Linked DNA regions of Mus musculus: region 2 is linked to region 1. A link is a contact called in public HiChIP or PLAC-seq data. All regions are on one chromosome and are shown on one strand. The core of a region is the stretch at or near the end of the contact, and the rest is flanking DNA. Distances in the headings are between cores, read along the strand shown.

Region 1 (4,014 bases), core at 791-3,290:
GAATAAAACTGGCTGAGTATGGGGGCTTGTGGCTGTAGCCAAGGGCTGAAATGGCAGGATAGCCTGAACTCATAAGTTCAAGACCATGAGGACCTCCAGGCAAGTATTTGAGGAGATACATTTGGCCTGAGGTGAACATTACACACATATACTTGTACTGAACATTACATGGAAAGTAACCCATCAATACGCACGCCTTTTACATCTTATATATTAATTAACAACTTAAAAAAAACATTATTCAAGTGGCAGGTACAGCAGCAGTTTGTCAGCTTCACCTTGCCTGTGCATCACTCGGGGAGCTCTCAAACACCTCCCACATCTCGTGAGTAATATACTGCTCCGCTTGGACCACATCCCTCAGAGATTCTGATTCAACTGGTTCCGTGTAGTTCTAATGAGCATCCGGCTGACAGCTACTATGCAGAATGCTGAACATACATACATACATACATACATACATACATACATACATACATACATACTCATGCCTCCCTGTGCTCATCATGAAACCGTCAAACTTAAGAATGGTGAGGCTCGGGGAAGGACGTGCAAGCACACCCCCTGAATCAGAGGCTTCCCTAACTTCCCTTGCCACTCTCTGCCGGCCGGCATCCTCTCTCCTTCCTGCTTCTGGAGCCCCCTTTCCTCTCTAGCACCTCATGCGGTAAGCCACTGTGCCAGATCAAGGCTTAGCCCTCAGGCCGCTGTCCTGGGAATACACTGAGAACTACAGTGCTGTGAAGTCAGTCTCATCTGAAATGGGCCGAAACGAAGACTGCGACCTAGGTTGGACTGATGGACACTGAAATCATATATTCTTTTATCGCCCCCGTAGCATCCTCCCACTGCGTGCTGACCAAATTTGATGTGAGCCTTGTATCGGAATCTGTATAGCTTTTGGCACTACTCACAGCAAGGAGCTAATGTTGGCCCTGGGCGGTGTGGCAACATATTCCCAGAAGCCCAGAGCTGCTCTCAAGGTTTGCTCACAGAACAGCAGCTGGACAAGAAAAAAGGAATAGCTGCTAAAACCTTAGCACACTGTACTTCCTTTTGTATTTGAAAGGTGACAGTAGAGCATCAGGTGGCCTGACAAAAGGACAGGGAGCCTTGGTGGCACTGCCCAGCGTGTGCTCTGTCCCTCTGCACCCATGGGACAAGCTGCACTCCCTCTGGAGCAGCAGGTCCGTGATGGAGAGGGGTTAAAAGCGGCTTTAAAGACCTCGTGGGACTTCAGTGTGGCGATTGTAAGCCCAAGAATTCACTGAATTCCTCCTGAGAGCAGACTTTGTGAGTAGAACAGCCAAATTATGGCTTGTTTCCCTCTAAGGGTCAAGCAAGTGGAGCCTTTTCGAGGCTGTGTTTGTCGTTTCTTGCTGCTAGATGGCGCTCGAGGACAAGCACTCTGCGGCCGCGCCAGCAAGTGCAGGTACCTACCATTGCACTATAGAAAATCGAATTTAGCATGCAGCTTGGAGCTTCTCTACTCCAATTATTCATTTTTAACCTGGAAAAGTAGTTAAAGCGACTTCCAAGTGAGTTCTTTGGGAATAGAGCTTTAGGGTAATTCTCATAGGGTCATCTTCCCACGGTTTCAATTTATTTTCTAATTTTACTCTATGCAAAATAGCCAGAGCATTCCCCCTTTACAGAAATTGGCAATAAACTGTGACTTTATTCCTTGGAAGAAGTGGGAAAACCCTAACAAGGCTCTAATTACACTAACCAAGACAGCTCAGTCAAAAGAAAATCTATGGCCATCTTCCGTTAGGACTAAGGCTGGTACATTGTAGAATTCTAGCAGGAAGAATATAAAATTCTCACAGTTCAGGCATGCCTGTGAATCTCCAAAAGGATTTTCTCAGGCTGAGAATACAGCTACATGTAGAACACATACTTTGCACATATGAAGTAGCCAAGGCTCTGGGGAATAGGGGTGGAAGGGGGAGTGTTCTTACTTTGTGGTGTCCTGGCTAGGAGAACCTGCAGGAACTCTATATTGTGTGATAGAGGATCTAGTGCTTGTCCTCTAGCGCCACCTAGCAGCAAGAGAAAGGCAAAACCCAATTCCAACAATGATATGTTACATTATGTTACAGTATAAGGCAGACAATGACCACATGTTACAATATGTTACAGTGTAAGAGAGCCGAGGCACAAGAGTTAAGTATCTTGCCCAAATGTGGCAGAGATTAATACTGTGTCATAGTGAGGTTAGTATGGCTTTACTAGGCACTTATTACATAAATTTATTAGAGTTCTCCAGAGGAACAGAGCCAATAGGATGAATATATCCAGAAAGGGAAGTTATGCTGGCTTACCTGTATGGTCTGGGTAGTCCAGCAATGGCTGCCTTCACATTGGAGAGAGTGAGCATCTGCTAACCACTTGGTCTATGAGGCTGGATTCCTGGGACCAGCAGGTCTTCAGACCACAGAGGAGGAGGGCTAAAGATGCTGGGCTTTAGTGTCCAAAGAGAATGGAGGCAGCAGTGCAGGCAGAAATGATAGAATAATGGACAATGGGAAGGCAAGAAGGAAAAAAAGAAAAAGAAAACCACAAAGCCTACCCATCAGTCCTTGTATCTAGGCTGCCACTGAAAGGTGTCCCTAATTCAGGGCAGGTCTACTACTTACTTCAGTTGCTGTAATTAAGGCACACCCTGTAGGCTGCCCATTACTCATTTTAGCTAGATAATCCCAGACAGATGTGCCCAGAGCTTGTCTCGGATGATTCTAGATCCTGCCATGTTGATGATATGACCTATCACAATTGACATACTTTCTATGTTTTCCATTTTCCCAACACTCCTACTACAGTTCCATTTTTATAGGTGACTTGAGCATCAGAAAGGTAAGTACTCTCTACCCAGGAGTCACATTCAGAAAGTAGTGGCGGGCTCCAAACAGGTGGCATTTCTCCAGCCAGTCACCTGAACCGCATTCTCTACATGTCTCCAGTCCCCTCTTTAAACCCTTCTGATTCCACCCACGACACTACCAAAACTGTGTCTGCCAAGGTCTCATGAGATTGCCACATCACCCAGCCCACCAGTCAGCCCCCCCACCATGTCCTGCTTCCCCAACCTACTCCCCCAACCCCATCCCCTGATCATCCCTCCTTGTCCCCCACCAATGTCATCCCGCCCTACCTGTCGGCACATGACTGCCTGACCACACTTCCTCCTGATATCCTTCGTTTCCAGGACCTCCCTTCCACCTTTAGAATTTCTTCTCTTGCTCAAGCCCTAGCATCTTTCAAGGTCCTCTTTTCCTTTCCTTCTTAACGCTTGAGGGCGCCTTAGCAAGAGTCTCCATGCTCTGGCTTTAATCATGGCCCCTAAGCTGAGGACTCCTGCCTTGTAAAATCCGCTAAGATGGCTCTCCCAAAGGGACTTAATTACCTGCTGATCTCTTCACTAACATCCAAACATCTCAAACTTAGCAAATCTGAAAATCATGAGAGCTACCCTGTCTGCACCCCTAACTATGCCATGTGTAGTTTTCTGTAACCTCATAGACTATAGCTCTCTTCCTTCCACCACCAAACTCCTGTGGTCATCCCACAGTCTTCACTTCCACTCCTAACATCCAATCAGTCGTTACCTTAGAAACAGATCTGATATGGCCACTTTCCACCACGATGGTCAGCCAAGCTTAACTACAAGCTCCTACATAAAATGTTTTTTGTTTTGTTTTGTTTTGTTTGTTTTGTTTTTTTTAATTAGGTATTTTCCTCGTTTACATTTCCAATGCTATCCCAAAAGTCCCCCATACCCACCCCCACAATCCCCTACCCACCCACTCCCCCTTTTTGGCCCTGGCATTCCCCTGTACTGGGGCATATAAAGTTTGCAAGTCCAAAGGGCCTCTCTTTCCAGTGATGGCTGACTAGGCCATCTTTTGATACATATGCAGCTAGAGACAAGAGCTCCGGGGTACTGGGTAGTTCATATTGTTGTTCCACATATAGGGTTGCAGTTCCCTTTAGCTCCTTGGGTACTTTCTCTAG
Region 2 (4,014 bases), core at 1,026-3,525, 280 kb before region 1:
CAAAAACCAAGGCAGGGGTTCGTGACACAGGGTCTTTTACAATGTCTGCAAGTGTGATGATGTTGGGCCCACCTCTCAAATTCTCCAAAATCTTTATTTCACGCTTAATTTTCTTCTTTTTTACTGGCTTGAGAATTTTAACAACAACTTTTTCATTATTTGTGATGTTGATGGCTTCAAACACTTCACTGTATTTGCCCCTACCTAATTTTCGAACAAGCTGGTAGTCATCTTGATTCCCCCATTCCACCACATGTGATTCATAATCCCAGTACTCTCGGGGTCTGTGTGTGTTAACATCTGTGTAAACTCTGGCCCTGCTTGGCACGGGTCCCGACATGTCAGACAGGTTGACAGACAAAGCTGAACTTGATGTTTAAAGATCCAGCAGTCACTGTGTTCAAAAGCAGACGTTGGTAAGACTTTGTTTCAGACCCTTTTTCTTCACACTGCGGTGGAAGCGGCAGCGGCAATAGCCGCGCTCCCCTAGCTTCACACAGACAATATGGCGGCGGCGGAGGAGGAGACACACGGCTCGGCCGCCAGCCGCAGGGACCAGAGCGAGGCTGCAGCCTCCGCTGCCGGAAGCGGAAGCCCCCTTAGTCTTTGTTTTTCAAGCAGGTTAATCAACATTCTCCAGCCGGACCAGTGGATGTGCATCTCCGCCCCCCTAGAGCGCACAGGTGGCAGCTGCTATCTTCATTCCCAGGATATTCCAGCACGTTGCCTTCGGTCTGATTTAAAATTTAGGTTTACTAAGAGGGCTAAAAGAGCAGATAAGAGATTGGTTTTTATTTTGATAGACGGGCTTAGTCCATTAGCTGGCCTCTGGCTTTTCACCCTTGCTGTTACTACAAGGTGTCCTTAGTTCCTCAGGCTATGAGAATAACAGAGATGAAGAGGAACGACTTCCAGCTCCTATTTTAGCCACAAATCGTGGTGTTACTAATGACATAATTCTTGCCTAGGCCTTGCTAAATCTGAGGTTGACTATTCTCCTTTAGGAGCTGCACAGTACTCAGAACTGTGCATACTGGTTCGTGATCATACAAATACAGTATGGGTATCGCTTGGTGCAGAGAACTACTGCAAGGGAAGGTCCAGCTTGACCATTTCTGAGTTTCCTGTGGGTTATACCCAGTTTAAAAAGGAGTTGGTATCTAATTTTGGCTAAAAACCAAAAATATCTATGGCTCTGCCTCCCCTCCCCAAAAGATACCAAGAGCCACAGGTGTGGGTCGTGACAGCACCCACGGGAGAAAGTGGGTCAATGTCCACCCAAGCCAAGATTAAAAGCCCACTCATCTACGAATGAAAAAAATCATTTGATCACCTCAGTTAAGCGTTGCCTTATTTAACTTAATTAATAGGGGGGAGAGAGGTTGGAGACCGTACTGTCTTCACTGCCTCCCACCCCAAAATAAAAAGCCAATTGGCCTTGTACTACGGAGCCAGTCGTCACCCCCTCCTCCCTGTTTCCCGCCTGTCATCCAATAATGCGGAGGAATATCAACTCAGTGTTATTCTTAATAAAGTGTATTTCAAATTTGTTCAGTCAAACTTAGCCAGGGTTCCAACACCCTACTTAAAATTCAACTAAGAAGGGCTGGTGAGATGGCTCAGTGGGTAAGAGCACCCGACTGCTCTTCCGAAGGTCCAGAGTTCAAATCCCAGCAACCACATGGTGGCTCACAACCATCCGTAACGAGATCTGGCGCCCTCTTCTGGAGTGTCTGAAGACAGCTACAATGTACTTACATATAATAAATAAATAAATCTTTAAAAAAAAAAAAAAAAAAAAAAAAAAAAAAAAAAAAAAAAAAAAATTCAACTAAGAAGTTACCTATTCAATACTAATTAGCATTATAAAGTCAGAGCCTACAGCTCCAGGCTTTTCTGTTAGTTGTTTACTAGGATAGAAAGGACAGTCTTAGCCAGATACAGTTTACCATAAGAAAAGTTAGGGAATCCCACAGAGACAGGTTTTTTCTTTAGCCCTAGAATTCAGGCAAAACTATTGAGCATAAATAAATTTTTTGCCTCAGGCCAGCCTTTTCTTTTTTTTTTATTTTTGTTAACAACAGGGAGGAGATGTAGTCTCCCCTCCCCCAGCCTGAAACCTGCTTGCTCAGGGGTGGAGCTTCCTGCTCATTTGTTCTGCCACGCCCACTGCTAGAACCTGCGGCTTTGCTGTTCCGAAGCCATCATGTGCTCACCCTGCTACTAGACCCCGAGATTATTTGGCAGGGAACCAGGTCCCCTCCCCCTTTCTTCATAACTGAGTGTCGCAACAGTAAAAATTGAGCTTTGATCAGAGTGACTTTTGACTTGGCTTTGTTCTTTCTTCCGCCCGACTAGTTCTTCTCTTTCAGCCCGAGTTGCCATCTCAGTTGAACCGTTCGTTTCGAGCTGCAGGCCGGCCGCAACAGGCATGTACCACAGCACCTGGCTTTTGCGTGGGTTCTGGGAGATGGGGCTCCAGCCACCATGCTTCCATTGTCCCAGCTGAGCCATCTCCTTCCCAATACTTTGGACTCTGTATCTATGTGTAAGTCTCTGCATTCCCCACAGCTTTCCAACCCCTGAAGCCAAGGAATCTTCCTTTCAGCCTCCCAAGTTACGGAGTCTTTAGGTGTGCACCACACCCAGTCATTCATTATTTACAGGGAACTATACAACCATATGGCCATTTTCCACACACACATAACACTGTCAACTCTTTCAATCATTCAACAAATGTTTATTGTGTGATTCCTAGGCACCAGGCCCTGTTTAGAATAAACCAGTAAACAACAAAAATGCATGCCTTTGTAAAAGCCATATGTTATCTCATGGATGCTAGTGACATTTCTGAGTTGCTAAGTTGTTCAAATAGCTACTTTTTGGTTCTTTATTTAAAGTATAAGAGGAAGGATGGCCAGATGGCTGAGTGGGTAAAGGTTCCTGCTACCAAGCCTAATCCTCAGGGCCCACACAGTGGAAAGAAAAAACTGAATTTGTAAAGAACTGATTCCCTTAAGTTGTTCTTTGACCTCCAAATGCACACACACACACACACACACACACACACACACACGAAAACAGAAAAACATGCCATCTTTAAAAGCCTTTATGTAGAGTATGTGTTTAGTGAAATGCTAATTGAGTTATCCTTCATTTTATTTTAATCTATGGACTTCATCAACCGCATCCAACCTTGACCTGGAATGATTTCAATTCCAAGTAGGGCTGCCAGATTTAGCAAATTAAAAACTCAGGTGTTAACTTCGACCTCAGATAAATAGTGAGACTCTTTAGTATAATTGCCCCACATATGTCAAGTAGCCAAAATACTTAGCATTTCTTACCAACCTGCCTCCAGGACTTGCAATGTCTTCACACATTTTCAGTTTTATAACTGGGGGAGGGTTGCTAGTCACATCTAGTAGGTAAAGGGCAGAGATGCTGTAAGCATCGTATGACACACAGGGCGGAGCCCACAACGAAGAGTTATCAGACACGAGGCTTGCTAAGGTTGAGAACCTCTGTCCTATCCCGTTACTGACAAAATAAAAGGGAGGAACCAAAATCACCTAAGGGTCCTCCTCCTGTCCCAGTACAGATTTAATCATTGTCAGAGCTGGAGGGATGGTTAACAGTAGTTAAGAGCACTTAAGCAGAGGACCTAAGTTTGATTTCTGGAACCCACACTGGATGGCTCACAAGTACCTGTAACTCCAGCCTCAAGGAGATCTGACACCCTACCCTCTTCCTACCTCTGCAGGTACTTGCACACACGTGACACACACTCATACAGATACACACACATACACAAAAAAAATCTTTCAGGGGCTAGAGATGGCTCAGTAGTTCACTACATGTTCAAGTCTGGATTTCTCTCACACTTAACAGTTCATCTCAGTTTGAACTAGCCCCATTTAAGTGTTTCTATTAAGGCCCATTGTTGATGAAGCCGGTGCCTATAGATTGTGGTATTGACTTAGGGAAATTGACATGGTTAGTCACAGGGACCAG

The links. HiChIP or PLAC-seq counts read pairs in DNA pulled down with a chosen protein or histone mark.
Region 2: an SMC1A HiChIP or PLAC-seq map of large pre-B cells shows a contact between it and region 1, with 7 times the contacts expected there. The contact joins two enhancer-like sites. A contact is called at or near these places in 1 of 39 promoter capture datasets (hippocampal neurons), 1 of 15 datasets of contacts at CTCF or cohesin (large pre-B cells), 43 of 484 Hi-C or Micro-C datasets (B cells, the Ba/F3 cell line, the C2C12 cell line and 25 more), 4 of 115 datasets of contacts at active chromatin or transcription factors (embryonic stem cells, large pre-B cells and pancreatic cancer cells) and 1 of 9 other capture datasets (embryonic stem cells).

What each region holds. Positions count from the first base shown.
Region 1 is chr1:156,239,292-156,243,305 of GRCm38.p6, reverse strand. No RefSeq gene overlaps it. Among named protein-coding and RNA genes, the nearest start is that of Gm30472, 28 kb to the right of the region's middle. Within about 2 kb of position 2,040, at least 16 of the 459 cell types and tissues checked have an H3K27ac peak or open chromatin away from gene starts, as enhancers often do. A contact at or near this core is called in double positive thymocytes, where this site is marked.
Region 2 is chr1:156,520,557-156,524,570 of GRCm38.p6, reverse strand. It overlaps the pseudogene Csnk2a3. Among named protein-coding and RNA genes, the nearest start is that of Abl2, 36 kb to the left of the region's middle. Within about 2 kb of position 2,275, at least 53 of the 459 cell types and tissues checked have an H3K27ac peak or open chromatin away from gene starts, as enhancers often do. A contact at or near this core is called in double positive thymocytes, where this site is marked.